2 separate regions of the Acanthopagrus latus genome follow, and region 2 is linked to region 1. Evidence: chromatin contacts called from public Hi-C data. All regions are on one chromosome and are shown on one strand. Each heading gives the region's core, a stretch centred on a gene start, on an enhancer-like site or on the middle of the called end of the contact. The rest is flanking DNA. Distances are from core to core; before and after follow the strand shown. Region 1 holds the start of gtf2a1 (transcription initiation factor IIA subunit 1). Region 2 holds the start of brms1lb (breast cancer metastasis-suppressor 1-like protein-A).

What was found. A called contact is a pair of places that touch in the nucleus more often than the background predicts.
Region 2: a contact with region 1 is called in a Hi-C map of muscle, with 4 times the contacts expected there. The contact joins the promoter of brms1lb here to the promoter of gtf2a1 in region 1. A contact is called at or near these places in 2 of 4 Hi-C or Micro-C datasets (liver and muscle).

Annotation. Positions count from the first base shown.
Region 1 is chr22:23,258,782-23,265,647 of fAcaLat1.1, forward strand. It overlaps gtf2a1 (transcription initiation factor IIA subunit 1), which reads right to left and starts at 2,410. Exons shown (of 10, transcript XM_037086646.1): 1 at 2,220-2,410; 2 at 307-408. The coding sequence starts at 2,249. It overlaps ches1 (checkpoint suppressor 1), which reads right to left. Exons shown (of 6, transcript XM_037087366.1): 6 at 6,521-6,866.
Region 2 is chr22:23,468,760-23,475,625 of fAcaLat1.1, forward strand. brms1lb (breast cancer metastasis-suppressor 1-like protein-A) reads right to left here and starts at 2,679. Exons shown (of 11, transcript XR_005072621.1): 1 at 2,377-2,679; 2 at 2,060-2,150; 3 at 905-1,032; 4 at 661-740; 5 at 389-485.

The sequences.
Region 1 (6,866 bases), core at 1,160-3,659:
AGTTATGTTGATGTAGAAACATTTAGAAATGCTTTTATACTGTTCCAGCATGTGGTTCCCTGTTTTGATAACGTAACGCGATGTATAACTTTCATAAAGACCAGGCATTCTCACAGACACATTTCATTACTGTACTAAGGGGAAATCTATAATTAGATATAATCTTACATATAGGAAATCATAATAAAAGCTTGAAACCAGTTAGTTCCTACGCTGCATTGAAGCACGTCTCACCACTCTTCCCCACATGTGATATTTCCTCCTAAAGCAGATGTACACCAGAACATAAATGCTTGTGACCGTTACCGTTTTCAGCTCCAGGAGCACTTGCTCATCCACCCCCTCGTCCAGGAACAGCTCTCGCACCTCGTTGATCACATCCTCAATCACAGACTTATAAAGTTTAGGCTGCGAGGAAACAAAGACAAGACATGGAAAAAAAAAAAAAAAAGAAGCACATCTTCATTACTGTGTTTGGGGAAAGGAGACCCGGATGAAAACAACAACAAAAAATAAAAATAACATTAAAAATCATATTAAGTGTGATGAATGTTTACCATGAAATAATGGAGTGTGGTGTTCAGAAATACTTTTAATATCAAGAAATCAGTTCCAAATAACTGCTTTTAACAGCACATATTACAAACCTTGGTACATTACATTTAAATATGTCATGCACAATTAGCATAACTTAGTATAACTTCGTAAAGTAAAACCTGCTGCACAGCTACTATTTAAAAAGACAGCTTCACTTTGTTAACTGCTACATGCTAGCTAGTCCCTGAGCTACATGACAGCACTGTTTAGCTTGTTATGCTAACCCACAACATCTATACAGTCCCGTCTGTCACGACCGTTGACGTTTTACAGTACGTCCCTCAGGATACCGTGGCAAACATGGCGCACACAGTCACCACCACCAAACACAACAACTGTGTACCGTGTTAAAGGTCTACAACGACTCCCGCGGTGAGCCGCAGAGGAACAGCGCGGTTCAACGTAAAGCCCGCAAACGACAGACACGCAGGCCACCGCACTGCGCTCCCTGCGCCGCATTGTCCCCCCCCCCCCTCAATCGAGTGTCCGCAGCACGGACCTCGGTCTCTCCCTTCCCTTCCCTCCCCCTCGGCCTGTCTGCTCCACTATTTAAAGCACAGTCTGGTGTTTATATGTAGAGCCGGTGACGTAGCGTCGAGAAGCACCTTCCCATCCCGGGCAAGTCTATATTAGAGAGCCAATATGGCTGTATAAAACCAGGCAGCAGAAAGGAGGAAGGGGCAGAACCGGAGCGAGGGGAGACGAGGGAAGCCATTTTACGGAGCGGCAAAAAACTGCGCGCCTGGAGAAGAAGAAGAAGAAGAAAAAAAAATAGCCCCGTACACTATGTGGCGGAATGTGAAGGATATTTTCGGTTTAATATCTGATCAGTACTCAGCTTTGATTAAACGTTATATGGCCATGTCGGAGGGGAGAAGGACTAAAACTGTGATGAGATGGTGTAAAAGTGGTGGCTGTTCTTTTCTCTTTTTTTTTGAGAAGGGGACGACTAGCTGCCTTCTGCTCGTGGAATGGTGGACAATGATGAGGCGTTAGAGTGACCGTTGACGACTTTCGGCTAAATTAAGACTTTAATTTTTAAATAAGCTTAATTCATTCGCAGTGGATAGTGGCAAGGTGCTTTGCGTACATCGGCATTTTTATATATATATATAAAATTATGTAAGGAAATAAAAGCAGTTAAGCTAATATTACAGCCTGTTATCTGCAGTAACAGCAAAAGAAAAAAACCCCCAAAACATCAAACACCGGTAATACTCAAATTAATTCACCACACAAAAAGAGAGAAGCCTGAGACTGTACCATTAACCGACTAACTGATTAAAGCTTCAACAGTCCATAAGAAAATAAAACTGCATTTTCATCACTAACATAACCCTGAATCACACACCATTTTCACTTATTTCTCCAGCTCCTCTAACGTTAGCCATCGCTGATGGTGTAAGTTAATCTGAGGAGAACCATCTAGTTTTTGAAAAAGGAAAAACTGATTAAAATGGCCGATAGACTGAACTTAATTTTATTTCATAGAGCAGTGAAAGTGTCTGTTAAAGCATACACATTGTTCCTGAGATAAAAATAAAACCGACTCGTCGACAGCTTTTCCATTATCTTTACCCCCATTTTTCCCCCGCTGACAGTCCTTAGAGATTGATCCTTACCACTGGGTTCGAGTTAGCCGAGCTCGCCATTATACGCGTAGTGTAAAAACCACACGGAAATAGGCGAGAAACAGAGCCAAAAATTACGAAAAACGACTTAAAACAACTGGGAACGATATTTTAAAACAGCCGGCATCACTTTTGTAAATAAAACACAGTTTCAGCGGTCTTATTTACAATCCCGGGCTGCGACTACCCAGCCGTCCTCCTTCCGTCGTTGTCCTGCTTTATATACTGAGCGATGGAGCTGCGAGTGCGCGAGACATAGGGCAGGGTCAAGCCGCACGTATCGCGAGATTTCGCGCGGAGTGTGACGATCACGCAAAAAAAGGCACGTGCTGCTGGGAAATGTAGTTTAAAGTTGAAAGAGGGGGAAGATTGACGTGTTGTGATCGCAGCAGCGTTATAATGCGGACTGATCTTGTTTAATGAATTAGGCCAACTGTAACTATGGCGACCCGAAACGTTAGAGGAGCGCTGGGCCTGCTGCTGTTGATCTGGAGCTGCAGATAATGAATCTGAGAGACAACTGAGTGAATAAAACTCAAAGGAAAACTAGTTTTATTATGTAGGATAATAGAACCCAACTGATTAAAATAGGGCAAATTGCTGCAGCATTTGAGGACAGTGAGCATAAAGGGGGGCACTGTGACACCACTCTGAAATTCATCCTTAATAATAACAACAACAATAATAATAATAATAATAATAATAATAATAATAATAATAATAATAATAATAATAATAATTATAATTATAATTATAATGATAATGATAATGATAATAATAACATTAATAATATTAATAATAATAATAATAATGATAATAATACAATTTTAACTTATCCCCGAAACTTCCCAAGTTGAACATTAGGAGAAATATTTTTTATTATTGTTGATTTAGCAAATATTCCAAAAATGTTATGTGTAAATATGCAACTTGCATATCATTTAATTGAGCTAATTTACACACATTGCCAGAAGGCCTACAGAAATAATTCAGCAGTGGATGAAGCCAGATTCTTTCATTTGGTTGACATACACATCAAAAGATTGTTCGTTTGTTTTCTCACAGAGGATAACTTGGATATCTCATTTTGACACTGCATAAATCAGAAAATATCATCACCAGCTTTATAGATAAATTAAATTTTTTTTGCCATGTCTGAAGAAATAAAATGATCTATAAACCAGGCTATGGATGATATGTGAACAAACCCTTCTGTGAAAATGTGTCCAGTATCTGTTCTTTATTTGTTTGCACTGAGTCTATCGTGCCTTTGCAATAACTGTACCGTTTACAACACACAGAACAGCTGACTTGTATACGGACACTTTGTTGTGTACTTTTATATTGTTGACCATCGGTGTTTTTAATATACTGTTTATTTCTTTGCTCAGGCTTCTGTAGACTTCACTGCACCGTGCTGCTTTCCAGTCTTTACCCCTGACATATTTGTTCTGTTCTTGTTGTCCTTGTTCTGAGCTGTATGTCTGTTTTCTGTGTAAGTACACTGAGAGCAATGTAGAACCAGATCCCTTTAATGTGTACACATATTTGGCCAATTTATAATGTAAGTTTACTGAGATTTCTGTTCACATATGCATATTGGGCACAATCAAATACGCACTAATTTCACTCAAATTTGCATAGCAGATATTTAGATTAAAAAATAAATATCAAAATGTGTATTCTGGACATAATCTTTCCACTAGTCTGAAAGAAGACATGTTATTAAAGCAAAAATGTTTACTTTCTGTGGATTTGTCTTGAAGTGCTCAGAATGAACAGATGAATAGTCTGGAGGCTCATGAAAACCATGATATCTAAATGCTTTATGCAGTGTTTTGTTTCAAGGAAAAAGTCATCAAAGGTCATTTTTTTTTTATTATACTCAAATCAACATTTCTTTGGTAAAAAAGTTAATATGGAAATATGGGAAAAGAGCTTCAAGCGTTTCAAATTTCTTTTTATCCTGTTCTTAATGTTAGTGGTCAAACTTGAAAACTTTAAAAGCGATTGTTACTCTATTCTGTGTTTTTAATGATATTTTAGAGTTTGTAACATCCCTCAAAGTAATTAAACACCTTGATGAGTCATCCTGTAATCAAGGGCCTATCATCATTTTTTGTCCAATAAATGCTCACTTTATTTTATGATTTATATAAAGAAGAACACTGCTTGTGACCGTCCTGGGATGGTGGCCTCGAGGGTCAAAATAAAACAACAGTCGAAAAACACAATAGGACAACACATCTCCTCTGTGTTCGGACAGAAGCAAAGTCATAACAATTTTTGAAATGTCATTGTGTTTTCTGTTATGTTGAAGGTCACTGTGTTTTCTGAAATGTCATTTTGACCCTCAGGGCCACCGTATATCAGTAATGATCATGTACTAATATAATCTATGGTAGCGACAGCAGTAATTCATGTTTTATAGATTATTATTGATGGAAATAGGTATTTACATTTAGCTGATCATATTACTCTTTTACTCAAGAGAGATTTCGATTGCACGTCTTTTAAACGTTATTTGGTTTAGTGTTTAACTGCTTTTACTGAAGGAAATAATCTGAATATTTCTCATACGACTGACGCTGACTTTAAAACAACAAGGATGTAACTTGGAGTAACTTGTCTGCTGTGTTAGCTGCTTTAAACTTGGAGGGATGTGACATCTTTAGACCAACACTACCTCATGTCTGACTCATGAAGGAGTTTCCTGATTTTTTATTTGTTTTGGCATTAAGTTTACCACAATTCAAATTAAAAGGCTGTAATGTAACGGTGCTCCTGTGTGGGAATGTTTGTGAGTCACAAGCTCTCTCCATGTAGTAACTTCTTTGCGCCACAAGAGTGTGATCACACCACGTGTTTGAACTAGAAGACGTTTGTCTGAATTTTCAATGACACACACAAACACTCACACACACACAATACTTAACATAGCAGTCAACTATTTTACATGTAATTCAATAAAGGGGCGGGGGGTTGTAAGTGAATTTGTGGATGAGCCACAGTTCTGGGATCTGTCTTTAATCCACGGTACACCTGTCCCGACTAGCAGGGGAACATTTCCAAAAAACAATAAAGCTTTGCAGTAAACGAGAGCTGACGAGAGAAACACGTTACCTCCACTTCTGTCTCCATGGAAACTTGCCTCGCTGGTCATTGTGTGGATATGGATGATATAGAGCGGGGGAAACACACAGCTCTGTGTGCATCAATCCACTTAGCACTTCAGTGTGCGTGTGTGTGTGTGTGTGTGTGTCTTGCTCTAAGACAACAACTGACTTCATTTCATTTACTTCACTGAGGGGGGTGTTGGGGGGAGGATTAAAGGCCTGCCTGACACTGATGAGAACATGCTTTTAAATTCACTTGTAACCTTTTTTTCCCCTTCTTTGAAAGAAAAGAAGTGATGTGAGCGAGATGATCGGAGACTCGTGTCTGTCTGGCAGACGTCTCTCAGACTGTGAGATGTGATCAGACACCAGTCATGTCGTCGCTACGTTTGAGTCTGACTCTCAGTAACTGAGTAGTATGATGCCCTCTAAAGATCTGGAGAATGCACACTTTTTCTCCCCCCCTCCTCACCTCCTTCTTTGCTGTAGTTGCATAGCAACAGAGGAGCTGCTAGCTCCAGTTGTGTTGATGGTGGGAGCAGCGCTGCACAGGGAGGCACTGGCTCGAGATTAAGCCTGTCTCGGCTTCAATTATGAATGGGCTTCCACTGCCACACGTCTCCAAAATGGCACCACTCGGATTGATAAGGCATTGAGGAACTCTTTGGTACACTTAACTCTTTTTACTTCTCTCCCTGAGGGGGGGAGCGGAGTTTGACTCTAATCACAAGTATTGAGCTTAAATGATTAGAACACGTAAATGAATAATTAACTGGCAGAAGAGGCCTGGTTATGATAAGACCCCTTGTTGATGGGAATATGTGAGGTTAATGATTGGGGTCAGTCCTGAGAGCAAATTAAAGAGTCTCCAGTCTCACAAAGCTCACACTTTAGCAGTAAATGGGGGCTGCATGTTGAAGTGTTGTAAAGTAGGAGGGGGGATAGAGAGGGTGATATAATTTCTTCTAAGCCTTTACTATATTTAACTGTGAATTTTCGAGGAGGAAAAAATTGTTAGATTGCCGAATTGTAGCCCGCATGAACTGCCTACCAAGTGATGCCATTATTAAATGTGTCACAGCAGCCGACGCCGGTGTCGTCTTTCTCTTTTTGATTATGGTTGTCATGTCTGATCCAAGTCCGTCAAAAGCAAGAGCCAAAGCAATCTTCTGCAACTTGTATTTTTTATTATTGCAACCAACTGGAAGACAATACATCACATAAACATCATTGCAGTTTTTCAGAAAATGGAAAACAAAATAAAACAACATTTATATATTTTTTGCCACGGTATTGGACAACGTTGATATTTACATGTAGTGATGAAATAGGTCTTGAAATCATTCTTTGGCAATATGATTGCACAATAAGGAGAGAATTGAACATTTACTGAAAAAGAAAATGAAAAAAAAAAAACAAAACCAACACCTGGGTGTATCCGCATCACATCTCACAGATCAATAACAGTTTTGCATTTTGACATCTCTAACCTATGGCTTTCCAATATTCAGCTCAGACAGTC
Region 2 (6,866 bases), core at 1,429-3,928, 210 kb after region 1:
TATTACAACACTTACTGAACCCTGTATCTCAGGTTTATTAGTACTTGTATTTTACATTTAATCAATAGATTGTATAAACTTATGAAATAAATATGTTTTGAATATTTTCTGGTTTGTTTCTGCCATTTTATAGACCAAACCACCAATTGATTAATCGAGAAAGACAATAAAACTGATCGTTGGTTGCAGCTCCTATACTAAATATTAAAAATGGATGTGAAGAATACTTTGCTGTCTTTCTCAACAATATAAACTGAATACTGTTGGTTCTGGAGATGCTGGCCAGATGTCAGGATGACACTGTAAGCTCAACCTCTGATGGTTTTTATTTGATAAATAATCAAAACAGACATTTCCGACAGTTGCTGGTTGCAGCGCTGGTCGGTACCTGAGGTGATGTCAATACTGTGTCTGTCTTCCTCCAGTCGTCTGATCTTCTCCTCCAGTTCACTCTGCACAGTGTCAAACAGCAGCAGCTTCTCACTCTGGGAGACAGAAACAAGACACAAAAAACATTAAAAACCATCTCCAGGAGAAGTTACTGTGGGTCAGTTCATCCTGTTAAGTTAGTGGACACTGTGGCACTGTGTATTTCCTACACTGTTAAGGCAAAACTATATGACAACAAAATGTGGTCTGACTCATTCGTTGACCCCTCACCTCCCAGTGTTGGCAGGCAGCCTGGATCTCACACTCATACTTGTTCTTCACCGACTCCAAGCACAGCTCTCTGTAGATCCCTGTGACAAGCATCCAAACTTAAGATCAACATGAAGCAGCAAGAAGTAAAGATTTGACTTTTAACTGCGAAAAAAGCAAGTTTTAATTCCATAGTTTCTATCTCTGTCCACAAAATCAGGCACATTAAGTCCGATTATTAAATATTCATGTTAATTTGACTCACCAGCAACTTTGGTCCTGATCTGCATGTTCTCCTGCAGGTTGGCTAAAGGCTCCAGGTACTCTTGGGCGCAGCCTGCCATGACCTCCTGCAGCTTGATGTCCACCTGGCTCAGACGCTCCTTGTACAACCTGAACATTGAAAATGACGAGGAGGCACATCGATTCATAAACTTACATTATTTGAGCATTAAAGCTGAGCAATTCGAAAATATCTTGCACTGCAGCAGAACAGAAGAGAGATGCAGAAGTCTCTCACTGGTCTGCAGAATAACTAAACTGTGGTCTGGAGAACAGGATGCTGTGGCACGACTGCAACAGGAGAGTTTTTATTGAATGCAGCAGCCGAGTTGAAAACATTATTAGCATTTTCAAAACCTCAGTGTTAGGGAGGTGTCCCTGCCAGTCAGCACTAGATAAACTAGTCAGTTATACTCGTTATTATCAATTTATTTGTGTGCACATTTAAATAACACACTGACAGATCTCACACCGGAATGTCATGGTTTGCTATTCAAATGTCGCGTGAAGATTTGAAGAGAATAATGTTATCAATAAGTTATCTGTTTACTTTTTTTGTGAGTTGTTGGGTGGCTGTGGCTCAGGGTTAGAGCCTGCGTCCTGTTATCGGAGGGCTGCTGGTTCGATTCTCCTGGTCTGCATGTCAAAGTGTCCTTGGGCAAGATACTGAACCCCAAACTGCTTTGGACAAAAGCGTCTGCTAAATGCCCTAAATGTAAATGTTGTTGATGTCCAGAATAATGATTTCAAATGGCTTTTATAATATAGTCAATAATTTTACGGACACTTTTTAACCGTTGACCAGTTTAAATGACGGTCGGCTTGATGTCAACATGGCTGACAGGGAAGATCACATCTGAGGAGCACAATCCAAGATGTTACAAGTGATTTGCTGGTGACTTTATAAACAGCACCACAGAGAACGGTCCCTGCAAAAAGACCCTTTACAAGACAGCCAGGTGACCCAGGTGAGTCTTCAGTGCACGGTCCATCATTTTAAATACTACGGTGATTAATGACAGACATGTGTGGTGTTTTGGAGAGAGTATACCAAGACTCCAGGTGCATCTCCAGGTAGAAATCCACCCTCAACATGAAGTGTCCATTCAGGATAGACAGGTGTAGGTGTGTGACTTACTGCTCCTTCAGGTCAGTGAACTGTTTCTCCAGGGTGGTCATCTCATCCAGACACTCCATCCTCCTCCTCTCACAGTCCTCATCGTCCATCTCTGCTCATGTAAACAACCACAGGTTTGACATCAGCTCTTTACTCTCACCCACAGCCATCACCATCATAGCATCTCCACCTCAGCCTGTACCCACCCAGCTGGGTCGGGACGTGAGCTCATTTTCATTAACAGCCACATATTGTATCGGAGCCACGTCCGACAGAGAAGTGTATTTTAATATTTTAGCTGTGTGTTGATGTTTAAGGCCTGTTTTTTTTTTTCCTACCCGAGCTGTCTCCATCTTCAGACACGGACGAGCTAACGGTGTCCTCCTCGTCCGTGCTGCTGCCGTCTTGCTCGGGAAAATCCACCTCCATGTCTTCGTGGTTGTTTTCTTTCTTCTCCCGGGAGTGGACCGGCATCGTGAGGTCCGGATGGGCCGGTGCTGACGGGCTGGACGGGCTGTTCGTTGATTTCAGCCCGAAAAATGAGGCAAATACACCTCAGACGGCTAACCGGTTAGCTAGCTCGCATCTAGACAGCTGGTAACGCAAACATGGCCACCGTCAGCCAATCACGCAGAGCTTTACTGAGCCCGTCCAATCAGATGTTAGTATGGGTAACCAGCCGCGCTAAGGCTCTCGGGACTTGTAGTTCATTTAACTTTTTCGCAATACCTCGTACATACTGAATCTGCAGGTATGTTAATGTGTCTGCGATGGTTTGTTATATTTGACTTTTACACTTACATATGTATTTCTGACTCAAGATTTAAAGAGTAAAGGTTCTGTTAGACCCTTTTATCAGTGAAAGTATTATAAAAACAAATGCTGATTTTACTTTTTAAAAGATTAAACATAATATAAACGATTAATTTTCCACATATGAGGTAGTGCAGACCAGCAAATGATTTCATAATTGTTTATAATTCTTTTTTTTTTAGGATTTCAGTTTGTTTCTTCAAATCTAATTTTTCTAATTATTTATTTAATAGTGAGATTTCTTCATATGACCATTTCTTTTTATGGTTTTGTTTGTTTGTTTTTGTTTTGTTGTCTGTTTTGATCTTACCAGCACAATTCTTCTTTCAATTCCAGTCATGTGTCGCTTTTAAACTCACCCGTTGTAAAGTCATTGCAACAAATAGATTTAACAATGGGTATTAAATAATTTACTCATGCTTTGGAGATTTATAAAACAATGATGGATATAACCAAGTGAGTACTGGAGCAGGACTACTTATGTACATTGTCTCGTACGCAGAAGATGCCATATCCACTGCCCTCCACTCACTCTTCACACACCTTCAAAATACTCAGTACACTCTGGAATTGTACATTTGCCTCCCTCACACGCGACCTTAGACAGTTTGGATTGTCTGTCACACATTTACTCTACGTTAGAGCCCAATATCGGAGCCTTTACACCATTCATACATGTAAATTTGTGGAAGAGTTACTTTTATTTGCATTTTGCAGTACATTTTTTGCCTGAAATTTACTTTTGATGCTCAAGTATATTTAAATAAATTATCATTATTATGTTTTTTTTAGCTCCCTGAAGACGTCTCAATGGACAGTTTGACCTTTGACTGTCTGGAACAGGACTGTAGAGCATCATTAATTCACAACTTAATGCATGGAATAAAACTGCATACTGCATAAGAGTTTATAACCGCAGGTGACTCCATAACTTTTGCTGATAACATGACAGAATGTGACAAAGTCTTTATGCTTCATTATGATTTATTACATTTATAAGGTTTATTATCCTTGGTTAATAATTAGCACCCCAGTAAAATATTAGTGAAAGGCCTTTAAGATCTAAAAGCTTATAAATCCTGCTTTCTATGAGTTCTTGTCTTTTTACCTGGAAAAATCTCGACTAAATCTACAGCAGGGAGCGAGCACTGCTGAGGAAGCTGAGGTGGGTGGGTAACACACCACAGAGGAAGTATCATATGTGCTGACTGCTGACTCATGACTGAGACCTGCAGGTCGAAACTCAAAGATGTTTGATACATGTTGTCAGCGCCATCATCACAGTCTGTCTGTCAGGGAGCTTCAATACCTTTTTTTTTTTTAGTGCTGGGAGCAGACAGGAGGTGTCTGACGGTGAAGGCACCCTGTTCAGCTGCAGGGGTAATGCTGAAGAGGTGCCAGAGAGCCTTTTGCTGTCTGACTGGCAGATGATTCAAGCACCCCGGGGCGAAAGCTGTCACGGATCGCTGCTCGACTCTCTTCTCAGTCACCTGGGTGGGATTGATGGACAGACGGGGAGATGGAGGAGTGGGTGGAGGCTGGAGCCGTGGTGTTGTCTGACAGTGCGTGATCACTGACAGTTGGAAAAGAAGAGACTTGCTTCTATTGCTGGTGTTAATGATGTGATTAATCTAAGGTCAGGTGTAAGAGAAATGACTTTTATATGCCATCAAGGAAACATTCATCTTGTTTGCTGGATGAAATCCTTTAGATGGCTCATTTCACTTCCGTAGGCCTAGTTTGAATTTTCTAAACCTCTCCCTGTATATATTTAACCTACTTTTTGGGATTATCTAAAGCTGTATTATATACTGTGAACGCATCACAGTGAGTCCTGCCAAACTATTGTTAGATCAGACCACAAGGGCTGTATGAGGACTCGTCTGCATCAGATATGATCTTGTGGGATTATGTGAGGATGTGTGTTGCATGTTTGTCTGTTCTGTAAATGGTAAACACACACACACACACACACACTGTCACACACTGTTAGTAATGACATATATTTCCTTACAGGTTATTGTAGACTTGCAGTCAAGCAAAAGCAGCCAATGTAAACTTTCAGCAGGGCTATGGAACATAACCATATGTACACTTTTATACCATCATACCATTTAAACTACACCTGTAGATGACTGGGTATGAGGGCTGATCGATGTGGTAAAACACATTATATTGCAATTATTTTGACAAATATTGCATTTCATATTTCATTTGTGGGAATGGTCATTTTTGCATAACAAGTTTAATTTTTCGGTGAAAAAACTGTCTATATCCTGATTATATGACATTTTTTGAGGTCTGTACCCAACAAATCTGGAAAAGAAGATTTGTTGGTCAGATCACCTCCTCAGCACTACAGCACCTCATTAGAAAGCTTTGTTTGCACACAATGTATGTTTGATTTTGATATTGCACTTGGTCATTTTGTGATTCTGGTATTATTTTGATTAATCATGCAGGCCGACTGGATGTTTTATGACATTCTTGTGAATATATATGGAAATATTGTCACATTACAAAGATGGAATTTGGTTTGATATCTGTCTGGTTATCCTTAACATATATTATCCTCTAGGAAATGTACTGTGTTATATTATATATGCCTTAACAGAGGTTTTTACTCACACTGCCGTTCCTATTTGTGTGTATTTTTAAAACTTTTAGAGGGTTTCTTTCCAGCTGACATAGTAAACATGATTGCAGCGTCCGCAATTCATATTTCTAGCACAGGAGGGCGATGAAGACCTGTGCTGAACTGCAGTTCTTTGACTGTAAATCCATTCCTGAAGAGTTTAATTTATTCTAGTGTGGAAACAGACAGAACTCATGAGAGAGACAAGAATATAACCATCATCAAAGGAGCGTGGTTTAAAACTGGATTACTGGATTTAGGAATAAAAACATGACTGAAAAGACTTTAAATATGATTAAATAATGAACATAAATGCTTTCTATATGAATGATTTAGTCATTTGGGGCTTTATTTGAGTTTTAAGCTTATGAAAATGATCATTAAACAAAAACTCAAACCGGTGTGTGTCATCATCAACACACAAACAAGAAGCTGGAGTTTTCTCTTGCGACACAGCGGGCCTTCACTAAAATGCAGAAATGACATGAGAGAATATTACACACAGACAAAAAAAAAAAAGATTGTGCTGCTCAGTCAGTTTGCGGTTTTTGTCTTGTAGCCTCACTATTTCCGTGGCTTGCTGCCAGTCAGATCCATTTTCACACATTATGTAAAGTGTGTCAGGAAACTTCGCTGCTCTAATTTGTATTTAGGGCAGTACAGCACACTCGCAGAAAGTCTGAGTTGTCTTTGCGGTTTATTTCATAATAGTGAGCTTTCTTTTTTCTTCTTCTTCTTTCTTTTTCTCACAGTCTCATACAAATCCAGAGTGGGACTACTAGCACAATGGACTATTAATAAAGTTGCTCACAAAGGAATGTAGGAAGGAACTCAAGAATGGGAGTAAAACCAAAACAGTGCAGCACACAGTTTATGGTCAATTTGCATGTTATTCAAGTCTCCTCCTACTCACAAACTGCACCCTGGAAGACGGATTTGCATTGTTTGAGCTGCTTTGCATGTGCACTCACAGGACGGCCGGTGTTGTGATAACAAGCGTGCAATCACTTCAATCCATCTCCTCAAACCACACAGTCTTACGTTTTTTTCCTTGTATCGTCTTAGGCAATTTCAGACCCGCTGGTTTCACACGCACTTTAACCTTTCAAAAAAGGTGTTGTTGTGACTTTGAAAATAAGCTTCTATTCTAAGAATCTCGGTGATCAATCTTTCACAACAAGCGCGGCCGATCTGATTATTGACTCAGCCTGTGAGGAGCAGGTAGAGATGCGAGCGAGGACTTGCTTCCTACCATTAAAAGAATGAATCAAAAAACAAGTTAAAGTAGGTCTCTGATGCTTTTATCTCATCTCTTTGAACCGCTGCAGCTTTTCATGCCCCAAAAAAAGACTCACTCTCACATTGCCGGCTTGTTCAATA